Regions from separate parts of the Mus musculus genome. Here region 2 is linked to region 1. A link is a contact called in public promoter capture Hi-C data. All regions are on one chromosome and are shown on one strand. The core of a region is the stretch at or near the end of the contact, and the rest is flanking DNA. Distances in the headings are between cores, read along the strand shown.

Region 1 (6,119 bases), core at 767-3,266:
AAAGCAAGCTAGTAGAGGCTGGGGCACCACAGCCCTTCTTTAAACACAAGGATGCCTGTGGGCCTCTTCACTCTGCCAGGATGGATCTGGACTTCCGCTCACGGCTTAGAAGGATCAAAGTGCCAGTCGGCCAGGGCAGCCTATGCTGCCTGGGGCTCATGCCCAGGGGTTTCACTTCCTCTCACTGGGGGACCAGGCAAGCAACGGCTGCTTCTAGGAGCCCCAATCATGGGTAAATTGAGTATGCCAGAACCAGCCCAGGGTTTGGGTTCCAGACACCTACTCGGGTCTCTGCTAAGCCACTTCTTGTACTCCTTATGGTAGCTCCAGGGCCAACAGGGCTGACTTTCCACAGGCCAGCAGGAAAGTGCCATCAACTGAACACAGTGCAGTCTGCCCCAGCACAACCGACCTGAGAGGACTGGTCAGGGGTGGCCTTCCTGACGACATCCTGAACTGCACACCCTTCCCTCTGCAGTGAACAGCTGTCTGTCTGTGTTCCGGCCGCAGCAGCTCTCCCCTGGGCTCCATCACGATGTTTCCTTGGGAGCCAAGAGCTCCGTTCTGACCCAGCAGCATGTGACTGGCCACACGCACTGAGAGATGAAAGGCCTCCTTATCCAGCCCACAATCTAGCACCATAAAAAATGCCAAGCCTCGTGCCCTCTGCTGCTGAAATTCAATTACACTCAGGCCCAAAACGCAGACAGCCTTCAGCCTCGGGAGCTGAAATGCCAGTGCAGATTGCTGTCCCCACTCATCTCCTGCCCAAGCCACCAACAGACCTCGGGGCTGGAGTCTCTCACTGACCTCTCCATCACGTGTGACATGCGTCTTTAGATTTGAAAACTAACCTTGTCACCAGGGTCCCTTGGGGACAATATCCTGCCAGTGATATGTTTAAGCAACTCTGATGTGATCACAGTGTGCTGCAGACAGTGTGCAGCCTTGGAAGGGGCTCAGAGGCAAGGTGGAGGGGTGGTGTCTGACCCCTTGAGAAGGCTGCTCCATTCTCAAGCCCACGATCCCACTGGCAATGAACACAATCTACACAGACATTTAAGTCCTCTTAGAAGCTGACACTTCTACAACTGACCAAGGAACAAATGGGAAAAGACTAAGGAAGAGGAAACCCTAAAAACGGAGCCTAGAGAAGACATGGGTTGATCCCAGGAAACTGGCAATCTCTATTCTTTACATTGTGTATGTGTGTGTGTGTGTGTGTGTGTGTGTGTGTGTGTACGCACACACATGCACCAGTGCATACAAAGGGTCAGGGGGAGCCCGTTGTAAACTCCAGTCACCTCTCAGGCTCAGCAGCTGTAAAATAAGATTGTGCCATGTGACACCTTTGAGCTTCTTGCAGGGTGGGATGCAAGGCTGCCACCATTACGTGTTTGTCCTCCCTCCTTACGAAATGAAAATGCATTATTAAAGAGGGAACTCAGTGCTGGGGCCGACTCTAAACACTACTGTCCTGAGTATCTGAAATGTGTCAGCCTTCTCCATTACTCAGGCACTCTAGCACGCCCTTTGGCTCGGTGACAAGATCTACTCAAAAAGAAACAGAGGGAAGGCACAGTTTAAGAGGAAAAGTCCAGGGAAAATGGAGAAATGAGCAGAGAAAACGTCCCGGACACTGTTCAGGATCAGCATTTTCCTCTCAAGGGCAAGCAGGGGGCTTGGGGAGCAAGGACGCTCACACGGTGGAAAGGGAGAACCAATCTCCAGAAGCTGTCCTCTGGTCTCCACATGTGCATCGCTGCACACGGGCTGGGAAACCTCACAAAGCCAGGTGAGGTGGCTGTGTGTGACCCCAGCACTGTGGAGGCTGAGGCCGGCCAGCCACAGCAGCCTAAGGAGACGAGACTCGGCAAGCAAGCAAGCCAATGCACAAAACTTCACTTGTTCTTTAGCTAAGAACTGAGGCTGCTGCTAAGGTAAGGGGTGCAGACATTTATGCTCCCAAACATCTGTAGGAAAACAAAAGCCTGTCGCAGCCAAAAGCTCTGTGAGCCTGGGCGTGGCAGCCACATTCCTGGAAAGCAGACACTGCCTGCTCCACTGATGGCCTTCCCCAGGTCCTGGCTGTGCTCTCCATTAGAGCCACTGTCCCTGAAAAGACATTCATCCCTCAGTAAGAGAGAAAGCTGAGCTGGGTGTGGTACTGCATGCTTTTAACTCCAGAACTCAGGAGGCAGAGGCAGCCAGATCTTTATGAGTTTGAGGCCAGTCTGGTCCACAGAGAGAGTTCCAGGACAGCCATAGCTACATAGAGACCTTATCTCCAAAAAATAAAAATGAAAAATAAGGTAGATTTAAAATAGGAGAAGCTTCTCAGAGGGCTTGTGCTCCAGGATGGGTGTGGCATTCTTTATGCTACCTACAGAAAACAGGTCAATCTCGTCGTTCGACCTTGAACAACAAATCACCAAAGACTCCTGACAGGAGCCAGCCACTTCCCTCTCACAAGCTCCACAGCCGTCCAGGGGGCTGAGAGTGGAACACCAAACGTCAATGAAACTTATCTCCTTTCTAGACACCCCCAAAGGGCTAGCCTCATTAATCAAGCCATGAAAACCCAGTTGACAGTAAGTCAGACTGGACAATGAGAAAGGAAGAACTATTTCAAGACAGTGTGACATTTATTGACAGTTAATAACTGCTCTGAAATTAGCTTTTTGTTTTTGCAATTTTCTAATCTGATAATAACTTCCCTTCCTACCTCCAGTTGTATTTTTATCAACCCTGGCTTCCAATAACCAAAGCCATACAAACCTTCTGGGTACTATGTTACCAGTAACAGCTGCCTGGTCCTCTCTTACTAGGACAGACAAACAGATGGTAGTGTCTATTCTTCCTTCCTTCCTTCCTTCCTTCCTTCCTTCCTTCCTTCCTTCCGTCAGTCTGTCCGTCCTTCCTTCAATGCTCGGTTACCGCAGGAGGGATGCCTGCATAAGAGTGAATCAGCCTCTGGACCGGGCACAGTCAGGTTTGGAAGTTTCCTTTCTCAAGGGCAATCCTAATTTGTCAAGGTTAATTTACCCACACCCTGCCTGGTAGCTTAGCTCTATGAGTCAATAGTATTAATTCAAAAGCTTTTGGAAGAGGGAAAAAGCAAGCTGCATCCTATTCCTTCCTTTGTTCAAGGCAGCATCTCACTAGTAGCCTCGACTGGCCTCCACCTCCCCTTGGCCTCAAAAGCGGGGATAAAGTCGTGCACCGCCACGCCCACCTTGCAGAGGACTTCTCACCTTTTACTGATGTTTCTTCAAATGTGAGCTGCTTTTATAAGAAAGGGGCAAAGGAGGGTGAGATTGTTCAAATAGTGGATAAGGTCCACATCAACCATCTAGAAAGACCTGATTTAGCCTCAAAATCTCAAGTGCATCCCTAAAAAATTTATATCAGCGAAGCAGCTGATAATTGGCAGCAGCCCTCCTAATTTGGTAATACTCTTCCTTGCCAACAAAAATCAAAACTGACACGGTAGGAAAAATTAGCCAGTCTATGTTCCGTCTCAAGACAGGCCTGGCTCCTCCATTAGCCTGCGTTAGCCTTCTTCCAAGGCCCTCAGACCCTGACTATTAGAAGCCAGGACTCTTTCCATTGCTTATCAGGTTCCTAGACTCACAGCTACCACCTCCTTATATCACACCTGCACTGCCACTGCCACTGCCACCGCCACCACCTCCCACCTAGAGGGCTTATACCACGAGTAAACCAGCGGGCCCACGCCTCCCACCACTGCTGGGCTAAAGTGCCACAGCCCAGAGGAAGGGGTGTTCAAAGCAAGCATCAACGCCAGGCACCACCTCCAGCACTACCTACCACACAAGACCTGTAGAGGCTTATTTATAAAGGCTTGCCCGGCTGGGGTTGGGCGATGGCTCCGCCTACAGCAAAGGGCCACACAAATGTGAAGGCCTAGCCAAATCCCATTGTCCCTCCTGGAAACAATGACCATCTTTCAGATTTTAAAGGTTAAAAAAAAAGTCACTTCGAACTCCAAGTAGTGGGGCCTAGAGAGATGGCTCAGTGGATGCTCGTACAGAGAACCTGGATTCAGTTCCCAGCTCCCATATTAGGTGACTCACAGCTATGTATAATTCCAGCTCCAGGGGATCCAACACCCTTTTCTGAACTCTGGGGACACTTTCACTGAAGTCCACAAACCCACATTACTCATACACATATTTAAAAATGAATCCTAAAAAAAAAAAAATTCCAAGAAGTTAAAAGGAAATCCCATTTTAGACACAAACCGTTACTTCAGCTCTTAGGAAAATGCACGCTGACAAAGCAGTGGAGCTCCCTGCTCTTTCTGAAGACATTAGGTCATTAGGTCATTAGGGTCAAACTTAGAAGATACTCAGTTTCCCAGACCGTCAGCAGCCCACGGGACAGACCTTCCATCCGGAGGAAATGCTCACCAAGGGAGGTAGGCAGGTCGGTGGTGTGTGTGTGTGTGTGTGTGTGTGTGTGTGTGTGTGTGTGTGTGTGTTGGGGGGAGGGAAGTGAGTGGGAGCGGGCATGTAAGGGGGCTGTCACCTTTTACCTTGGCTGCCGTAAGACAGGGTCTCTCGCTGAAGGGGAAGTTCTCCCTTTTGGCCAGGTTGACTGGTCTCAGGACCCACCTGATGCCAGGGTTACAGGCATGCACTCATACTGGGCTGTCCTTTCACATGGGTGATGGGGACTTGAACTGAGGCCCTCATTCTTGCATCGCAAGTGCTGGCACCCACTGAGCCACCTCCTTAGCCCAAGAGCAGATAATACCTAAGACCCTTGCTCTGGACCAGGCCCATGAAAATTCTTCCCTTGTTTTGCTCTTCTGTGTGATGCTAAGGATTGAACCCAGGGCCTTTAGGGCAGGCACACCACCAAAAGGTCTGCCTGGCCTTTAAACACCTACACAGGTCTGTGTATGAGAGCCAGTGTGGCAGAAGTGTGCATCTGTAGCAGAAGTGGTGTCAAATGGACTCATAGTTGAATGTGCTGCTGCTGCTGGTTTTTGAGACAGGGTCTCATGCAGCCTGGACTGGCCTCCAACTTGCTGTACAGCAAGACTGGCCTTAAACTCCGAATCCTCAAGTCACTCCACAAGCATTGACACCACAGGCAGTGCCACCAGGAAGCTCATTTGGAGATGTTGAAACCGTCTACTAATTATTTACCGATTTGTATCGCTGCTAACACTGTCATTCTACAGCACAGCCTCCCTGCACCCTTGTCAAGCACAAACATGCTCTTTTGTCCAGTCCAGTAGCTAGAGGAAGATCTCGATGCTTCTGTTGTCACGTTACACTTCAGCCGCCATTGTCCCCACCACCACCTAGTTATCCTCTTCTGTGAAATGGCTGTTCCGAGATTTCTATTTTAAGGTACCCAGGACGCTTCACCTCCGCTCTCCAGCTTCTGGGTTTTATAGCTTCCTGAGAAACTTTCCTCCTCCCGTCTTCACAAAGCATCAGTCTTAAAGAGCACAGAGAATGTTGACGGTGATATGCATTTTGCTTTCAGATTTCTGTGCACTTAGGGACTGAGTGACAGCTTGGCGTTAGAAGCACTTGCAGAGGATCCCAGATTCCACTCCCAGGGCCCACACTGGGAGCTCCCAACTTCCTCTGCCTCCAATTCCAGGGGATGGGACCCCTCTTCTAGCCTCTCCCATGAGGCATATACTCATACAGATAAACATGCAACAAACATTTTTCTTTGAATTAAAAAAAAAAAAGTTTAGCCGGGCAGTGGTGGCACCCGCCTTTAATCCCAGCACTTGGGAGGCAGAGGCAGGTGGATCTCTGAGTTCAAGGTCAGCCTGGTCTACAGAGTGAGTTCCAGGACAGCCAGAGCTACACAGAGAAACCCTGTCTCAAAAAACAATAAAGAAATTTTTAAAAAATTAAAAAATATATATAAACTGCTTTAGACAGTCACATCTCTGTATGTTCTAGCTACAGTAAATTGTAATATATTTGGATTTTTTTCCTCACCCAAATCATACTAGTTTACTAAGAAGCCTGTTTCTTCTGAATTCCAGTAGTATCTACTGTCTTACCTTCTCCAAGAGCAAAGGTTCAGAATCAGAAATATTAGCCTCTGTTTTTCAGTGAGAA
Region 2 (6,010 bases), core at 1,372-3,871, 150 kb after region 1:
GTTATCTGACCTGGTTAAAGATGCCTAGAGGCAGGCATCTGCTTACCTCTGCGGCTGGACCCAGAAGGCTCAGACACACTTGGAAGGCTCAGACACACTGTAATTATCTATTGCAATCTATTGCACTGTAATTATCCCTGCAATCAGAGGGTTCAGGGGAACAAAGTTCATCTTCAGAGGGTGGGTATCCTGCTTCCAAATGGCTTCTGGCCTCCTCTTCGGATGGCTCTTTTACAATGTGTGTGTGTGTGTGCTGTGCGCGCACACGTGCACACATATGTTTTAACACACACGATTTTTCTTCTTATTTTCACAAGAATAAATATAGGAGCCTGGGGTATGGCTGCCTGGGACTCTTCTCACTTTTGAGCATTTATCTCACCTTCTCTTAATAAGTCTTGGGGACGCCTTACTTAAAAAGACGGGGGCTGGAGAGATGCTTCTGCAGTTAGTGTGCTTGTTCCTGCAGAGGATCCAGGTTTAGTTCCCAGCACCCACATGGAGGCTCACAACTGTCTGTCACTTCAGTTCCAGGGGATCCCGTGCTCTCTTCTGACTTCCATGAGCACACGCTGTGTATACATATACCCAGGCAAACACTCAGACACATTTTTTTTTTTAAAGCTAAGTAAGTCTTAAAAAAAAAAAAAAAGCCAGGCAGTGGTGGTGCACACCTTAAAACCCAGCACTGGGACTCAGGAGGGCCTTCATGTGCTCAAGGCCATCCTTGGCTGCATAAGTTCCGTCTAACTTAGCCTGAGCTACAGAGGGAGGCACTGCCTCAACAATAAAAAAAAAAACAACCACTGTAAATTAGGGTTTAAACAAGTGAAGGCAGCCAGGCAATGATGGGGTGTGGGGAGAAGAGGAGGGGGCCAAAGGAAAAAGAGAGATGGCTCAGTGTTTAAAAGCACTGGCTGCTTTTTCCAGAGGACTTGGGCTCAATTTCCAGCACCCACATGGCAGCTCACAACTGTATGTAACTCAAGTTCTTTTTTTGTTTTGTTTTGTTGAGACAGTGTTTCTCTGTGTAGCCCTGGCTGTCCTAGAACTCACTCTGTAGACCAGATTGGCCTTGAACTCAGAAATCCTCCTGCCTCTGCCTCCCAAGTGCTGGGACTAAAGGCATGCACCACCACCACCTGGTCTGTAATTCTCCAATACCCTCACACAGACACACATCCAGGCTAAACACCAATAAACATAAAATAAAAGTAAATTAATTTTAAAAATAAGGGAAGAGGTAGAAGTGGGGTTTTTTGTTTTATTTTTTAATATTTATTTATTTATTTATTTATTTTAATGTTTTGCACCAATTCATCTGCCCCCGAGTGTTGGTTTGTTTGTTTTTAAGACGGGGGGGGGGGGGGGGGGGGGGAGGGTGTTTCATCTATCTCAAGTTGGCCTTGAACTTGTCATGTAACTAAAATATCTTTGAACTCCTGATTTTTCTACCCCTACCTCCAAAAGTGCACCAGCACATTCAACATTTCTTCTTTTCTTTTTAAAAGATTTATATATTTTTATACTACATATATGTGTTTTGCATTTGTGTAGAATGCATATCACATATGTGCCTTGTGCCTGAAAGAAGCCAGAAGAAGGCATTGGATTCCCCAGATTAGAACTCCAGGGAGTTGTGAGCTACCCTGTGGGGGCTGGGTCCCCAGCAAAAGCAGAAAATATTTTTTTTAAGATTTATTTATTTATTTTATGTATATGAGTACACTGTCACTATCTTCAGAAAAGGGCATCAGATCCCAATACAGATGGCCATGAGCCACCATGTAGTTGCTAAGAATTGAACTCAGGACCTCAGGAAGAGCAGTTGGTGCTCTTAAGAGCTGAGCCATCAGCTGGGCATGGTGGCGCAAGCCTTTAGTCCCAGCACTTGGGAGGCAGAGGCTGGCAGATTTCTGAGTTCAAGGCCAGCCTGGTCTACAGAGTGAGTTCCAGGACAGCCAGGGCTACACAGAGAAACCCTGTCTCGAGAAAAAAAAAAAAAAAAAAAAAAGAGCTGAGCCATCTCTCCAGCCCCGCAACAAATATTCTTAACCAATCTCTGGGCCCTCACACCAGCATTTCTCTTTTCAATAACTCTATGGTATTCCATATGGTAGCCCAAGGGACTAACCCTGACACACGATACACATAGGGTAGCATCCCATAGGATGGGGATAGGGGCTTCACATTTTTAGGACAACTCAGCCTCCCACAGAGAGCACCACAATTCACATTATAGATGGGCAATTAAGGGCCAGCGGGTGATTACAGATGGCTCCTAGCTCCTGTCTTATAAAAGCCAACTAATTTGAAAGTCAACAATAACTGAACTTCCTGGGTTGACATCAGCCGTCCTCAGGACCTCTTGGGGGTGAAGCCTGACTCCGGAATACCTTTACACAGAAATACCAGACCTTCCCAGGGCTGAAGTCATCTGTTTCCCAATAGCATTTCTCTCTCAAGTCAGACAGCACTGGGTGAGGCTGGAGACTTCGAGGGGCCAGGGTGTTTCTCCAGGACAGGCCTGGAGCCAGAGGTGTAGGGAGGAAGCCATGGGACATGGAGTGGCTCTGGGCTGGGCCCCGGGAAAGAGACTGCCCTGTCCTCCAGAGCTTTGTGGGAGGTCGGTTCATCGGTAGATCTTTCCATGCTGAGTCATAGCTTACAGACTGAGATCCTGCTGGGCGGGGTGGGGGGTGGGGGGTGTGGGGTGTGGGGGAGGGGAGGCCCAAAGTAGGGAGGTTCCTTCTCTCACTCACGTGTTCTCTCTGTCTCTTTCTCTCCACCTTCACCTCTGTACTAGATAAGACAATGGCATCTGCTTAAGGACATTGCCTTGGCAGCTCTTTGCCTGTTTAGTCAGTTGCTGCTGTATTTATCTCCACAGGTTCTCCTTAGTCCTGACTACTACAGAGCATCTTCTGGTCCTCCCGCCTGCACTTCCAGTGTGGTGGTGCCTGGCTCCTAATGAATTTCTTTGACAATTGATTCTATCTCTGTTTTCTCCCTTCTGGCTTTAAGTCATCCTCAAATCTAATCTCTGAACCATCAGAACCCTCATTAATAAACTACTCAACAGAAGCATAAAGAGACCTCAGTGACACTCTACCAGAGACTTGTCCCAGGCTAAACTTAAACAAACACAATTCTTTTGTTCCCCTAGGTATCTAAAGACAGTGCCTTTCGTAAACCAGGCTGGCCTCAAACTCACTATGGAGAGGACGATGATTTTAAAGGTCTGTTCCTCCTGACTCCACAAGAGCTGAGATTGCACGGGTGAACCGCCACGCCAGTTTGCAGGATGTTTTGGATGGAACGCAGGACGCTGTGCATGCTAGGGGTTTCGCGCATGCGTGGAGCATCTTTCATGATAGGATTAACTGAGCAACATCGCCAGCTCCTTCCTTCGTCAGAATGCTTCTGAAACATAGTTCAGCTGTGGCATGGCTTCGTTTTCCACACACTTCTCCAGAATAGGGTTCCTCAGGAGAGTATACTGCCTAGTGTGTGTGTCTGTGCACTGCATGTAGTGTTTGCACACAGGAAGACTCATCGGCACAGGCACTTGTGGAGACCAGAGCTTGACTTCGGGATGACTTTCTCCACCCTTATGTTCTGAGACAGGATCTCTCACTGAACCCTAAGCTTGCCATTTTGGCTACCTTGTCTGGCTAGTGAACCCCCTGGGATTTGCCTGTCTCTGCTTCACAAGCTCCCGGGGTTACAAACAGGTGACACTGCGGTACAACCAATTTATGTTTATCCCTGACTAGCTTACAAATGAGACTCAGGCTATGGTTCTTTTATTTGGCCTTGACAGTTACTGAAGGGTCTACTTTTCTATCTGCTGGTCTGGCTACCTCCCTAGCGGCGCTCCCCAAATACCTGCTGTTTCTCCCGGCCACGTGCTCACCGCTCACCGTACCTCTCCTCTCAAGGTGCCTTCTCCTCTCCCACCTCAAGGTTTCTCCTCTTCCCCTTGCTCCTCCACCCCACAACCAGGTCACTCAAAAAACCCACCTACCTCTAATCCCTCCAGTAATTGGCTGCAATCAATTTTATTTAACCAGTAGTTTTAAATCAAGGAATAAGGTTTGCACAACAAAAGCTTGTAACCTTGAGAGAATTCACTTGTGGGTCTAGACCTCTGGGTACAGAATTTAGCATTACAATACAGAGCAACAGATCTGACCTTAAAAAGACCCCACACCAGCTTTTATCTAAGTTCTGAGGATCCGAACTCAGAGCCTGAAGCCCCTGGTTTGCCTGACTGCTCTCAGAGTAACTTCCTCTGCAGCGCACATTTTACAGCGAAGCTTCAGTTACAGTAAAACCACCTGGCCTTGTTAACTCCATAAAAGACCTGCTAAAGATAAGATTAAGGGCTTACAGGCCAAAATAACTTTTCTGGCTTACTTTTATCTAATTCCTGGGGTGTCTGAGAGCCCCCTAATTCCTGCTAGCACCTTTATTTGGAGACTTTTGGACTATTGGACAGGGCGCCTTATTATCTGAGGTAGTCCAAACATACCCTAAGGCCCCTCCGGTTTTAAAGACCGACCGTGTCTCTTATGGCCAACTGTGACGTCATCACGGCTACTCCTAGCTAAAGTGAACTTTTTTTTTTTCAAGACAGGGTTTCTCTGTGTAGCCCTGGCTATCCTAGAACTCACTCTGTAGACCAGGCTGGCCTCAAACTCAGAAATCTGCCTGCCTCTGCCTCCCAAGTGCTGGGATCAAAGGCGTGCGCCACCACCGCACAGCCTAAGGTGAACCTTTTAAAGAAGAATGTAAAGCTCCAAGACTATACTTTCAGGGATCATTTCTATAGTTCGTTACTAGAGAAGTTTCTCTGACTGTGTAGAGCACCCGAAATCATGAGGAGGAGCTCTCCTGAGCGTGAAGCCCCCTCAACAGCTAAATGTTTTTCACAGAGGTTTCAAGGGAAAAATTATTATGCTTGTCCCTCAGCCACTAGTACCAACTGCAGTGACCAAAACCAGTATTGGCAAACAAACAAACAAACAAACAAAAAAGGAACATTTAACAAACAAACAAAAAAAGGAACATTTAACAAACAAACAAAAAAAACCAAAACAAAACAAAAAAAGGAACATTTAACAAAAAACAAACAAAAAAAGGAACATTTAACAAACAAAACAAAAAACTCGAAACCCCTAGCATGCACAGCGTCCTGCGTTCCATCCAAAACATCCTGCAAACTGGCGTGGCGGTTCACCCGTGCAATCTCAGCTCTTGTGGAGTCAGGAGGATCAGACCTTTAAAACCATTTAACATTTAACAAACAAACAAACAAAAAACCAAAACAAAACAAAAAAGGAACATTTAACAAACAAACAAACAAAAAAGGAACATTTAACAAACAAACAAACAAAAAAGGAACATTTAACAAACAAACAAACAAAAAAGGAACATTTAACAAACAAACCAAAAAAAAGGGAACATTTAACAAACAAACAAACAAACAAACAAGGAACATTTAACAAACAAACAAAAAAGGAACATTTAACAAACAAACAAAAAAAGGGAACATTTAACTAACAAACAAACAAACAAACAAAAAAGGAACATTTAACAAACAAACAAAGGAACATTTAACAAACAAACAAAAAAAGGAACATTTAACAAACAAACAAAAAGGGAAAATTTAACAAACAAAAAACAAAAAAAGAACATTTAACAAACAAACAAACAAAACAAAAAACAAAAAAGGAACATTTAACAAACAAACAAAAAAGGAACATTTAACAAACAAACCAAAAAAAAAAAAAAACCAAAAAAAGGAACATTTAACAAAACCAGTATTGGTGCCCATCCTAGGGATGTGAAACTTAGGACTCTGCTTGGGGGGTTAACCGAGACCCCACCACCACCACCACCTAACAATTTCAACCTCTGTTAATAATTCCTGCACTCAGCCCCAGACTTGTAACCCTATTATAATCCTGGTTAAAGCATGGAAGCAGCCACGGACTTATGGTGTCTG

What was found. Promoter capture Hi-C pulls out the DNA fragments that hold promoters and counts their contacts.
Region 2: a contact with region 1 is called in a promoter capture Hi-C map of embryonic stem cells. The contact joins two enhancer-like sites. A contact is called at or near these places in 4 of 39 promoter capture datasets (the HPC-7 cell line, cranial neural crest, embryonic stem cells and 1 more), 1 of 484 Hi-C or Micro-C datasets (nephron progenitors), 2 of 115 datasets of contacts at active chromatin or transcription factors (embryonic stem cells and pancreatic cancer cells) and 2 of 9 other capture datasets (liver and pancreatic islet).

The regions. Positions count from the first base shown.
Region 1 is chr11:106,571,630-106,577,748 of GRCm38.p6, forward strand. All of the region lies in intron 1 of Tex2 (testis expressed gene 2), which reads right to left. Among named protein-coding and RNA genes, the nearest start is that of Tex2, 38 kb to the right of the region's middle. Within about 2 kb of position 2,017, at least 108 of the 459 cell types and tissues checked have an H3K27ac peak or open chromatin away from gene starts, as enhancers often do. A contact at or near this core is called in embryonic stem cells and pancreatic cancer cells, where this site is marked.
Region 2 is chr11:106,720,455-106,726,464 of GRCm38.p6, forward strand. It overlaps the pseudogene Gm51950. Among named protein-coding and RNA genes, the nearest start is that of Pecam1, 8.2 kb to the left of the region's middle. Within about 2 kb of position 2,622, at least 130 of the 459 cell types and tissues checked have an H3K27ac peak or open chromatin away from gene starts, as enhancers often do. A contact at or near this core is called in embryonic stem cells and pancreatic cancer cells, where this site is marked.